Linked DNA regions of Rattus norvegicus: region 2 is linked to region 1. A link is a contact called in public Hi-C data. All regions are on one chromosome and are shown on one strand. The core of a region is the stretch at or near the end of the contact, and the rest is flanking DNA. Distances in the headings are between cores, read along the strand shown.

The links. A called contact is a pair of places that touch in the nucleus more often than the background predicts.
Region 2: a contact with region 1 is called in a Hi-C map of mammary epithelial cells, with 4 times the contacts expected there. The contact joins the enhancer-like site here to the promoter of Hook2 in region 1. A contact is called at or near these places in 2 of 12 Hi-C or Micro-C datasets (mammary epithelial cells and psoas muscle).

Annotation. Positions count from the first base shown.
Region 1 is chr19:40,067,039-40,072,521 of GRCr8, forward strand. It overlaps Hook2 (hook microtubule-tethering protein 2), which reads right to left and starts at 2,007. Exons shown (of 22, transcript NM_001415053.1): 1 at 1,878-2,007; 2 at 1,316-1,401; 3 at 1,173-1,245. The coding sequence starts at 1,922.
Region 2 is chr19:40,862,098-40,867,580 of GRCr8, forward strand. No RefSeq gene overlaps it. Among named protein-coding and RNA genes, the nearest start is that of Mir23a, 5.0 kb to the left of the region's middle. Within about 2 kb of position 2,449, at least 65 of the 93 cell types and tissues checked have an H3K27ac peak or open chromatin away from gene starts, as enhancers often do.

The DNA of each region.
Region 1 (5,483 bases), core at 757-3,256:
ACTATGTGTGTGTGTGTGAGAGAGAGAGTTTGTGTGTGTGAGAGAGAGAGAGAGTTTGTGTGTGTGTGAGAGAGAGAGAGAGACAGACAGACAGACAGACAGACAGACAGAGAACACGAGGTGCCTGCAGAGGCTACAAGTGTCAGATGCCCTGGAGCAGTTACAGGTGGTTGAGAGCTGCTTGATGTCTGGCTGGGAATCGAACTCTGGTCCTCCCTGGAAAAGCATTAAATTCCTTCAGAAGAACAGTATTCGTTCTTACCACTAAGCCATTTAGTCCAGTTTTGTTTTTTGACAGCATCTCATGTGGCTCAGAATGAGTTCTAACTTGATATGTAACCACCACGGTTAACCATGATGTCCTGATCCTCTTGCCTCCTATGTACTGGGCTCCTGTGTATGCTACCTCTTCTGGCTACCTCTCTCCCCAAACCCCCTGCTACCTGGGATTGAACCCAGGAACATGTGTAGGGTGAGAAAATTCTCTTTTGCTAAGCTATATCCCTGGCCTCCTTTTTAAGGATTCGAGTCAGGATGATGGAGAATTTACCATCCACCTGCCTTAGCATAAAATATCTGGGATTACAAGCATTTGCCACCACACCTCTTGGAAGTTAACGCGTGTTAGTGTTTGTGCTTTGTGCCCACATCACAAGAATGGTGGCAAGGTTTCTGTTTTACTGTGGGTGCTCAGTATAAAGAACAAAATTAGCGGGGGCTGGAGAGATGGCTCAGTGGTTAAGAACACCCGACTGTTCTTCCAGAGGTCATGAGTTCAATTCCCAGCAACCACATGGTGGCTCACAACCATCTGTAAAGAGATCCGATGCCCTCTTCTGGTGTGTCTGAAGACAGCTACAGTGTACTTATATATAATAAAATAAATCTTTAAAAAAAAAAGAACAAAATTAGCTTGCTGTCACCAGACATCTGGCTGTCTTCCAGGTGGGTCTGCCTGTCCATCACGCAGGACATGTAACGCTTCCCCTTTCTGATCACCTCTTTTTTTTTTTTTTTTTTTTTTTTTTGGTTCTTTTTTTTCCGGAGCTGGGGACCGAACCCAGGGCCTTGCGCTTCCTAGGTAAGCGCTCTACCACTGAGCTAAATCCCCAGCCCCTCTGATCACCTCTTAAATCCTCTAGTTATTCCCTAGTCATGAATCCACCTGTCACCTTCAACCTCCAGCTGGGACTCGGGTCCTCTGAGATGCCTTGGAGCCATGCGTCGTTGAACCAGGAAGGGTCTCTAGGGGCAGAAAGGTAGGATGAGCTGGCTGGGGAGCCCTTCAGGATCCTCCCAACTCAGCCCCACTCACATCTGATTCAGCACATGGGCTATGGCGAGTCCGCTGCTCAGGTCCTGGGGACTGGCACAGGGGGGCGAAACTTGAAACGTCTGCAACTAAAGAGGGACGATGGAAGGGGCAACAGGAAAATTGAGGACCTGGAACAACCTCTTTGGCAGACTTTTTTCCCCAGCCATCAGACACCTCACGGGATTAGGAGAGCACTAGCCTGCAGCACCAATACATCACTTCTTCGGAGGCGTGGCTTCTACACACCTAGGCAGGGACGGGGCGTGACTTCATTTTACCTATCCAGACAAACCCTGCAAACCTAGATCAAGGCGTTACCACCAGTCACCTGGTCCCCATTACTAACATGTGACGAGGCCTGTGCCCCAGAGGGGCGTGGCCTCACCTGTTCTTTCCTCTCAGGCCTGCCCACGTGATAGAAGCAGGTGGTCAGGTCAGAGTCCAACGGCCCAGCAAGCCTACGACCTATTCCTCCTTCCAGCTCCAAGACAGAGGAAAGAAAGCCAAGACAGGGCTAGAGGAGAGGGCGCACACCTGACCCAGGCCCCGCCCTCCGACCTACCCAGGTGAGCAGAGACCCGCATAGCTCGGCCTTGTCCATACTCATGGCTCCGGATCGAATTCGATCCGGGCCAAGGAGCCCCGGCACGCAGCAGCAGCCTCCGGGTCCGCCACCAGCGAGCGCCCGAAGCCCAGACCTCCCGCTCTGCCTAGAGCGCCGCCCTGCTCCATCCCGCCCCCTAGGCCTAGGCTCCGCCCCAGACACGTGATCTCTTCCAATTGCAAGCGCTTGCCTCCCCGCCTCGCCATCTTGGATACGGGATACAGGCAAGTGCACCTTGTGCCGCTAGGTGTCAGTGTGGCTCAGCTCAGTCCTGCTGGTAAAGGAGAGTAGTGGCCTCCGCTCCTCGCGACTTCTCTTTATGTGGTGGCGTGGTCCTCAAGATCCTTTTAAGGCGGATCTACCGCACCCAGTTTCACAGGCACGCTCATGGCTTTCCCCCAGAGCTCAAAGAAATCCTCCGGTTTAGCCGCGTTATGATCTGAGCCTTTCTTTATGTGGGCTGAAAGATTAATAAATCCTGTAGTCGTGGAGTGAGAGGATTTTTTTTTTTTTGAGTCTTCCCTAGAGAAGTGATTCTGGAGTCCTTCAGAAGACGCGGGTATGGTTGGGAGCAGATAGGGTCAAGCAGGCAGATAGTCTGAGTAAAGGACATGCGCACTTGCCCAGCCTGGGGTCTTCTTCCTCTGAGCTATGCTGCTCCTTCCCGGCCCCGGGTGCTTTGAGCACCTTCCTGTCTTAAAACACTTGACCAGTCCAAAGCTGCGGGTAGCTTGAAGCCCACCAGGGGGCGCACAGAACACAGGAACGCATCCTTCTGGGAAAAGGGTGCGTCCACCGGTTGAGCCGGCTTTAGGTGAGCGCAGAGCTTAGATTTTTTTGACAATAAAGTCTCAAGACATCATTTGTGGTGTGCTCACTGTTTCCAGGCTTTCCATTAAGCTATATATCTACAGACAATTGAATGTCCTCCACGACCCTAGGAGTCAAGGGCTTCTTTAATTCCCAGGTTTTGTTTTCTTAATTTTTAGAAACTGTATTATTTATTTTTTTTGAAAATCCACCGTTTTGCAAATGAGTAAATAGGGGCTACAAAGTACACCGGCTTTGACGCCTGGAGGGAGAGGGTGAGGGGTGGGGTGGGGGAGGGGAGGTAAAGCCCAGACCGCGCCCTTTGACCCCTGGGTCCACTGGAAGCCCCTCCCCCGCAGGCGGGTGGGGTAATATGCTGTAATTAGAGGCTATTAAATGTGCCCAGAGGGAGGAGTGGAGCCGGCTTTGCTTTGGGGCGGGTTCAGGTCGGAAGGGGGGGGGGTAATGTTCTGCTTCCATTCAGGCAATGAGCCGGGATCCAGTCCAGTGACCCTGTCCTGGTTGCGTGAGTCCAGCGACATCAGCCACCCGCCCTCTATCTTACAAGAGAGTTGTTAATCTACTACAGATACTCGGTTGTAACCCACTCAAACACTCAACTGCACACACCAGAGAGCCTGGGAGGCTGATTCACACTTCCACAACCCCTCATGCCCTGTTTACCAGATTCCAGTCCCTGAGGTCCTGTGGAAAGGTATAGAGAGGAACGTGCTTCCGGGCTGGACTGGACATTGGAGCTGCCAAGTGGCTCCCCCATCCCACATCCACAAGAGTGGAAAGGAAGTTATGCTGTCCTACACACACACACACACACACACACACACACACACAAACACACACACACTGTTGCTAGGAACCATGATTGTTACAAGAATGAGGAGAGATTTTTGAAGTTTAGGGGAAATCTGAGGATCCAGGTATGGGTGACTTAAGTTGTTCCAATGTTGATGTAATATTGCAGCTGTCCAGATGTTCAAGAAGTCACAATTTTAAATGAAGCTGGGAGGCAGAGGCAGGTAGATCTCTGAGTATGAGGCTAACCTGGTCTACAGAGAGAATTCCCGGCCATTCAGGGCTACACAGACCCTGTCTCAGAAAACAACAAACAAGCAAACAGACGGACTGCAGTGAGTTTGAGGCCAGCTTGGGCTACATATTGAGTTCCATGGTAGCAAGGACCACATTCGAGAGACCCTATATCTAAAGAAATAAATACTGAATGAATAAACACAAAAACTTCACTTTCTCCTGGGGAAAGAATTATAACCTCCCACAGGGTCAGCAGGGAGTCGCACCTTTTAGGGGGAAGAAAAGTAAGCTTTTATGTTGGCAACAAGGCAATCTCTCTTTTTTTTTTTTCTTTTTCTTTTCTTTTTTTCGGAGCTGGGGACCGAACCTAGGGCCTTGTGCTTGCTAGGCAAGCGCTCTACCACTGAGCCAAATCCCCAACCCCAAGGCAATCTCTTTTTACAACCAAGGAGCAATGCTCTGGATATAAGTGCCTTTAATTCTGTAAAAAAGAGCTACAAATCCTTCCTTTGAGACTGACCTTGCATTTAGGAGGAGGCTAACCCATTTTAGGTGTAGGGAACCTCAAAAGTTTGCAGAAATCTGAAAGACTCCATTTATAGTCCCTGCTCTGCAAGTTTGGATCAGTAACCTCGAGCTGGTTTGGGGACCCCACCTCCTACTTGTTTCCAGGAACAGCTGGATCCAGCCTGGGTTGTACTGCTGGGAAGTGAGTGACTCAGCCCCTCCCTAAGGCCACAGCTGGACCCCAGCCCATCCCCTTCAGCCTGCACATCTGGATGCTGAGCCAGTCATCACAGCTGTGATGGGGACCCTGGTTCCACAACCAGAGGACAGCACCCACCCACCCCTACGAGTATGCAAAATCCTGTGTGAATTCCATGTTCTGTTGCCATTGTGACTCCTCTGCCAAGCTCCCTGCACCCAGTTACTGGGGTTCTGCTGGAGCTCCCTTGCTGCTCCACCCCACACACTGAGTATCCAAGTCCAAGGGAAATGTGCTTCTGTCTGTGTAGGAGGAAGGTGGTGGGTCTGTGATTGGCTTAGCCTCCACTTGTGTCTTGGGATCCTGGAGTTTGTACAGCTGAGTGTATGAGTGTGATCTGATGGCTGTCAGGAAGTTCAGCACATCAGTCTGTGCATATACACAAGTTTAGAAGATGGGTGGGGGTTGGGGATTTAGCTCAGTGGTAGAGCTCTTGCCTAGCAAGCGCAAGGCCCTGGGTTCAGTCCCCAGCTCCGGAAAAAAAAAAAAAAAAGATGGGTGTAGGGCTGGAATGGTGGCTCAGCAGATGAGGTCACTTGTTGCTCTTGCAGAGGACCTAGTTTGGATTTGGTTCCCAGCATGCACATGGTGGCTCAGAGCCATCCATCCGTAGCTCCAGTACCAGGGTATACAACATATTTGCACCAGGCACATATATGGCGGTGCACATATATTCATGTAGGCCAACCCTCCCTCTCTCTCTCTCTCTCTCTCTCTCTCTCTCTCTCTCTCACACACACACACACACACACACACACACACACACACACACACAATGAACCTGAAAAAGAAACTTGAAAAAACAGCTGAACTTCGTGGACTTGTAATCTTTACACCTGGGAAGGGAAAACAAAAGGATGTCTCACGGTGTTTGCCTGAAATCCCAGCACTTGGCTTTCTTTTTTTTTTTTTTTTTTTTTTCTTTTTTTTCAGAGCTG
Region 2 (5,483 bases), core at 1,199-3,698, 800 kb after region 1:
CGAGGACATCAGACACACGTTGCATGCTACACATGCATGAGAAAGTACGTTTTCAGACATGCCGTGGACCAGGGCCAGGCCTTACATTAGCCCTACAGTGGCGCATACCTGTGATCCTAGCTTTGAGGGACAGCAGCAGGAAGATCTCTATGAGTTTGAGAGCCGCCTGGTCTCTATGAGGTCTTTTCTAAAGGAGGGGAAGAAAGGGTTTTGGCTAAGAGGACTCAGTTCTGCAGCTCATCAGCCTGCGTGTGAGCTATACAGTTTCTTTGCTGGTTGACTCTGGGCAAAGAACACGCCTGCTCTGTGACCAAGTCTCTATCTGCGAAGGAGCAATAAGGAATTATTTCAGAGCCTGCTAGGACATGACTTGGTAGCAAACTTGTAACCCTTGCATCTAGGGCCAATCTAAATGTAAAAAGATCTCGATTTAGAGGTCAGCCTGGGGCAGGAGAGATGGCTCAGCGGTTAAGAGCACCCGACTACTCTTCCAGAGGTCCTGAGTTCAATTCCCAGCAACCACATGGTGGCTCACAACCATCTGTAATGGATCTGATGCCCTCTTCTGGTGTGTCTGAAGACAGCGACAGTGTACTCACATATATAAAAATAAATAAATAAATAAAGTCTTTAAAAAAAAAAAGTGTGTACTGCTCCTGCAGAGGACCTGAGTTTGGTCCACTTATATATAATAAATGAATAAATCTTTAAAAAAAATAGAGGTCAGCCTGGGCTACCAAGACATGGTGTGACTCAAAAAGAAAGGGCTAAAGATGGCTCAGGGGTTGAGAGCACTGGCTATTCTCCCCCGGGGTTCCAGTCAATACTCAGCACCTACATGGTGGCTAACAAGTATCTGCACTTTCAGTTCTAGGGAAGCTGACACTTTTTTCTGGACTTTGCAGACACTAAACATACATGCAAACAAAACACCTATGCACTTAAATAACTTTTAATTTAAAAAAGGCAACAAGGGGCAAGGCTCAGTGGCAGCTGCTGGCCTAGCACACTGACTAGGCTCTGTTTCCCCCTCAGTACCATATGAAGGAAATATGATGGTTTATACACATTACCTCAGCATTTAGGATGTGGAAAGGGGGGCTAAGAGAGTCAAGGTGGCAGAGCAGGTCTTTAATCCCAGCCGCCGCAGGCAGAGGTAGGTGAGTCTCAGTGAGTTCAAGGCCAGCCTGGTCTACAGAGAGACTTCCAGGACAGCCAGGACTACACAGAGAAACAAAATGAAAATAAAACGAAACAAGAAATTTGTCAACAGAGCAAGCTGGAGGGCAACCCTGGACACATGAAACTCTAGAAAGACAAGTTCAGGGCTGGAACGATGGCTCGACAGTCTGCACTGCGCGTTGCTCTTTCAGAGAACCTGAATTTGGTTTCCTGGCTCACAAAAGCCTGTGGCCCCAGCTCCTTCAGATGTGGCACCCTCTTCTGGACTCTGAAGGCACCTACACACACATGCACATACCCAACACATACACAAAAATAAAAATAAATCTTCAAAAGGAAGAGGGTCTCTACTTCCTAAGTCCCTGGGTGACATCAAGGACAGAAGTATTCCCTCATGTCAGGCAGTGACAGGCAGGACAGTGGATCCTAATGTCTAGATCTGGTATTACGGATGTCTGAGGAATAAGGATTGAGACACGCTGCTGTGTCTTCCCAAATACACGAATGTATACACACACACACACACACACACACACACACACACACACACACACACACGCTATCCCTTCTTCTCAACAAGCCCCAGCCCTAGTCCCCTCCGTCTCTTTGGGGTCTGGGGCAGCCCAGGGCCGCAGGCTGACCAGCCTCCCCGTCACCTCCGGAAGTGAGACAGCATATTCGTCCCAGAGACCAGAACGGGAAGGGCGGCCATTTGGCCAGGCTAGTTTCCTGTGGGGTTTCCCCTACAAAGAGCCTAATGCTGCGGCCAAGGCCACTCCCATCCTCACACACACCAGAGGTCTCTTGTCTGGCGCGGTGGGGCATTACCACGCAGGTGTCCAGGAGCTGGGATACCCTGTACCAAGGACTGTGACTCTCAGTCTCACAGGGGAATCCAAAGGGACAGAAGTCCTAGAACTGGAGGGTTTGGGCAACAGAGGGGGTTGGGGGGCTTGGGCTGTGGCATCCTGGTCGGTGTTAGCACACACAGTCTACAAGCCTTTGGCATCCCTGGAGGACCCACAATTGAACCCCAAGAAGGAACCAGGGCAGAAGCCCTCCGGCCGTCCCCAAGCCTGATCCCCAAATACTTTCCACTCTCGCGAAGCAGCGAGGATCGGAAAATACCAAGGGCTGCAGGCTCCGCCCAGCCCCGCCCCCGCCCCCGCCCCAGTCACCAGCGCTCACTAATGGCCCAGACTCTTCCCAGGAGCTGGGCGGCTGGGCTGGAGCCAACCCGACCTGCGGCGCAGATGCCTGCCCTCCACGCCCGTCCCCACGCAGGGACCAGACAACCCGCCCGGGTTGGGAGGCAGGGCATAGGCAAGTGGGTGGGCCTAGTGCCTAGCCGCGAGTGGAGGGGGCGCAGGAAGGGGTGAGGGAGGGCTGAATCACTTGGTATAAATAGGGAAAGACGACAGCCACGTCCCACCCTCGCTGCCCGCCTGCCACACAGTCCAACCACCAAATCCCCCACTCCATTTCTTAACATTCTTTTTGCGGTGCTGGGTTCCCCTCAAGCCAATCAGTGTCCCCAGAGTGAAGTTCATCCCGGGTCCTGACCTGGGACAGGAGGTAGGAGGGCTGACCCCCATCACCCACTGTCTTCTGGAAGGCTTTGGCTCACCCCCCCTAACTCTGCAAAACTTCCAGGAACCAGCCAGGCATTGGGAGGCCTGTCTGTTAGTCTACCATTCAGGAGGCTGAGCCAGAGGACTGCTATGGGTTCAAGGCCACGGTAGGCTATGAAATAGGACTGTCTCAACCCCCAAAACTGACTGTGGGGAGAGAGTGCTTGACTGTTCTGAGGAAGCATAGAGTCAGTGGGTCCCATCTTAAAGCACAAACCCTTCATCATGGTGCACACAAGTAATCCTAGCGCTCAGAAGGTGGAGGCTTAAGGATCAGGAGTTAGTTCAAGGACATCCCGGACTACTTAGCGAGTTCCGGGCCAGCATAGACTACATTACATTAGACCATGCCTCAAAAAAGTTTTTTATTAATAGCTGATAATTATTATTATTATTATTTCCAGACCCAAGACTTAGGGGTTCCAGAGCACCAAATGCATACTTGTGGTTGAATGAACCCAGTCCTGGAAGGGCGCACAGGAGACAAAAGGGAGGTACCAGCGGGCATCCCCAGTTTTGCTCCCCTCAGCCCCTCAAGGCCCATGTGCCCATCCTGCCACCCAGCCCTGCTCTGCCTAGGGCCACAGCTCAGTAGCCACACCCAGGGTGGCGCCAGCTCAAGCCCCAGCAGCCTGAGGCAAGGCGCCGCTTGAGTGTGACTCAGCCATGCCCGGCATGGTGCTGTCCTTCCCTACCCAAGAATTCTCACGCCTACGCCACCACCCTCAATCCTTCCCCATGACCAGCTAGGAAGACACACCTCCATGTCCACCGAGGACATTCAACAGCAGGATATGAGGAGACCTGAGCACCCTACAGGGGACTATAGAAGGGACAGGGTGTGCTCTGTTCCACCACATCTCCAGATGTCCCCATTTACAGATGGAAAAACTGAGGCAGCGGAGAAGTTTCCCAGTAATGTCTACACTCTCTCCATAAAGAAAAGGCCATCTGAGCTGGAGTTGGCGGCTCAGGTCCATAACCCTAGCACTTGAGATTTGCAGGAAAGAGAATGAGGAGCTCAAGACCTCTATTGGTTTCATGGCAAATTTGAGGCTAGCCCAAGCTACAAGAAACCCTGTCTCTGCCAACTAAAAAGGGGATGAAGATGTAGCTCAAATAGCGGGGTGCTCGCCTGGCATGCACAGGTCCAGAGTTCAATTACCAGGACTGTGGAAGCCAGGGATGGTGCAGGCCTGTAACCCCAGCACTCAGGTGTGGAGACGGGAGGATCAGAAGTTTGAGGCTAACCTGGGTTACATCAGACTCTGACTCAGAAAACAAAAGTAACTAGCCAGATGCTGCTATGGTATGGGGCTGCATCCTGTCATCCGGGCACTCAGGAAGCTGAGGCAGGAGTATTGCAGTGAGTCCCATGCCAATCTCAGCCACATCAGCTCTAAGTCGGCCTGTGTACCACTGAGACCCTCCTGTACCCACACAGGCCTGTCGCAGGGAAGTGCAGAAAGATAGGACTAGCTGGGGCCTGCTAGGGACATCTGGCCTCCACTTGCAACAGGCATAGGGTGGCCCATGGCATGGGGGTGCCTCATGGGGCATCTGCCTTGGCTGCCTTTCTCTAGCAAGTAAGAATCTGCCAAGCTCAGAGGCCGGGCCAGCACAGACAGGCCCGACCCCCTGGACACGCCCTGTCACGCATATGCGCCGCGTGCCAGCCCTGGGCTGGGCCCACAGCTATTTTAAGGCCCCCTGCTAGGTCCTCAAGCAAGGCCTGTCCAGTTGAGGGGTCTTAGGGATGCTCTTGGGGACCCCCTCCCCCGGCAAGAACAGAGAGCTATGATGCTCCTCAGGGCATGGGCCCAGTGAAGTTTCCTCCCTTCCCAGCACTGTGGTGGTGTGAACACATGTGCCCAGGCTGGCCCAGACACAGTGCGTGGGTGAGCGGCCAGGGCGAGCCCGCATCACCTCGCCTGGAAGCCTGCGCACCTGCCGGGCGGGCCGGCTTTGAGCTGGGCTGGCTGGGGCAGCCTCGGGGGCCAGGGTCGTCCAGCCCCCAGACTTACCTTCTTAGGCCACCCTGCCAGAGGCGGGCAGCTGCTGCAGGCTGGGAAGGGGGCAGGTACAGGGAGCCAAGGCACTTCCTAGACACTCAAATGGCCAGTGGGGCCTGGCCAGGCTGGAAGGTCACGCACAGCTGAGGGGTTCGGTGGCCTGTAAATCTAGAGGTCAGTCTGGGGCTAGCACAAGACAGCAGCAGGCCTCTCGTCAAGACCAAGGGCTGTGGCCTCGGCGCTGCACCACGCCGGGGTCAGGCCTTCGGGCCCCGCAAGTCTACCTGCTGTCGCCCGTAGCCAGATCCAGTTCTTGCCTCCCGGGCCAGGCGGTCACGGCCCCCTCTCTGCTCCCCGGCCCGCGCGGGAAAGTTGTCGCCGCCTGCGCCCCGCGAGTCTCTCCCGGGTCGGACCCCAATTCCCCGCGGGGGAGGGGAGCCGGGCTGCGCGCGGGCGAGACGACGCCGGCCGCGCCCCACCCCGCCGGCCGGCCCAGATCGCCTTTAAAACCTCCGCGTCTCCTCCCCCCACGGCCGGGCAGGGGGCGGGCGCGGGGCGGGGCGGGCGCCACCGTCATGTGCCCCCGAGGCGGCCCGCCCCACGCTTACTCGTCTGTCCCCCAACTCAGGCTCAACTTTCTCCATATCCGGAATGGGCA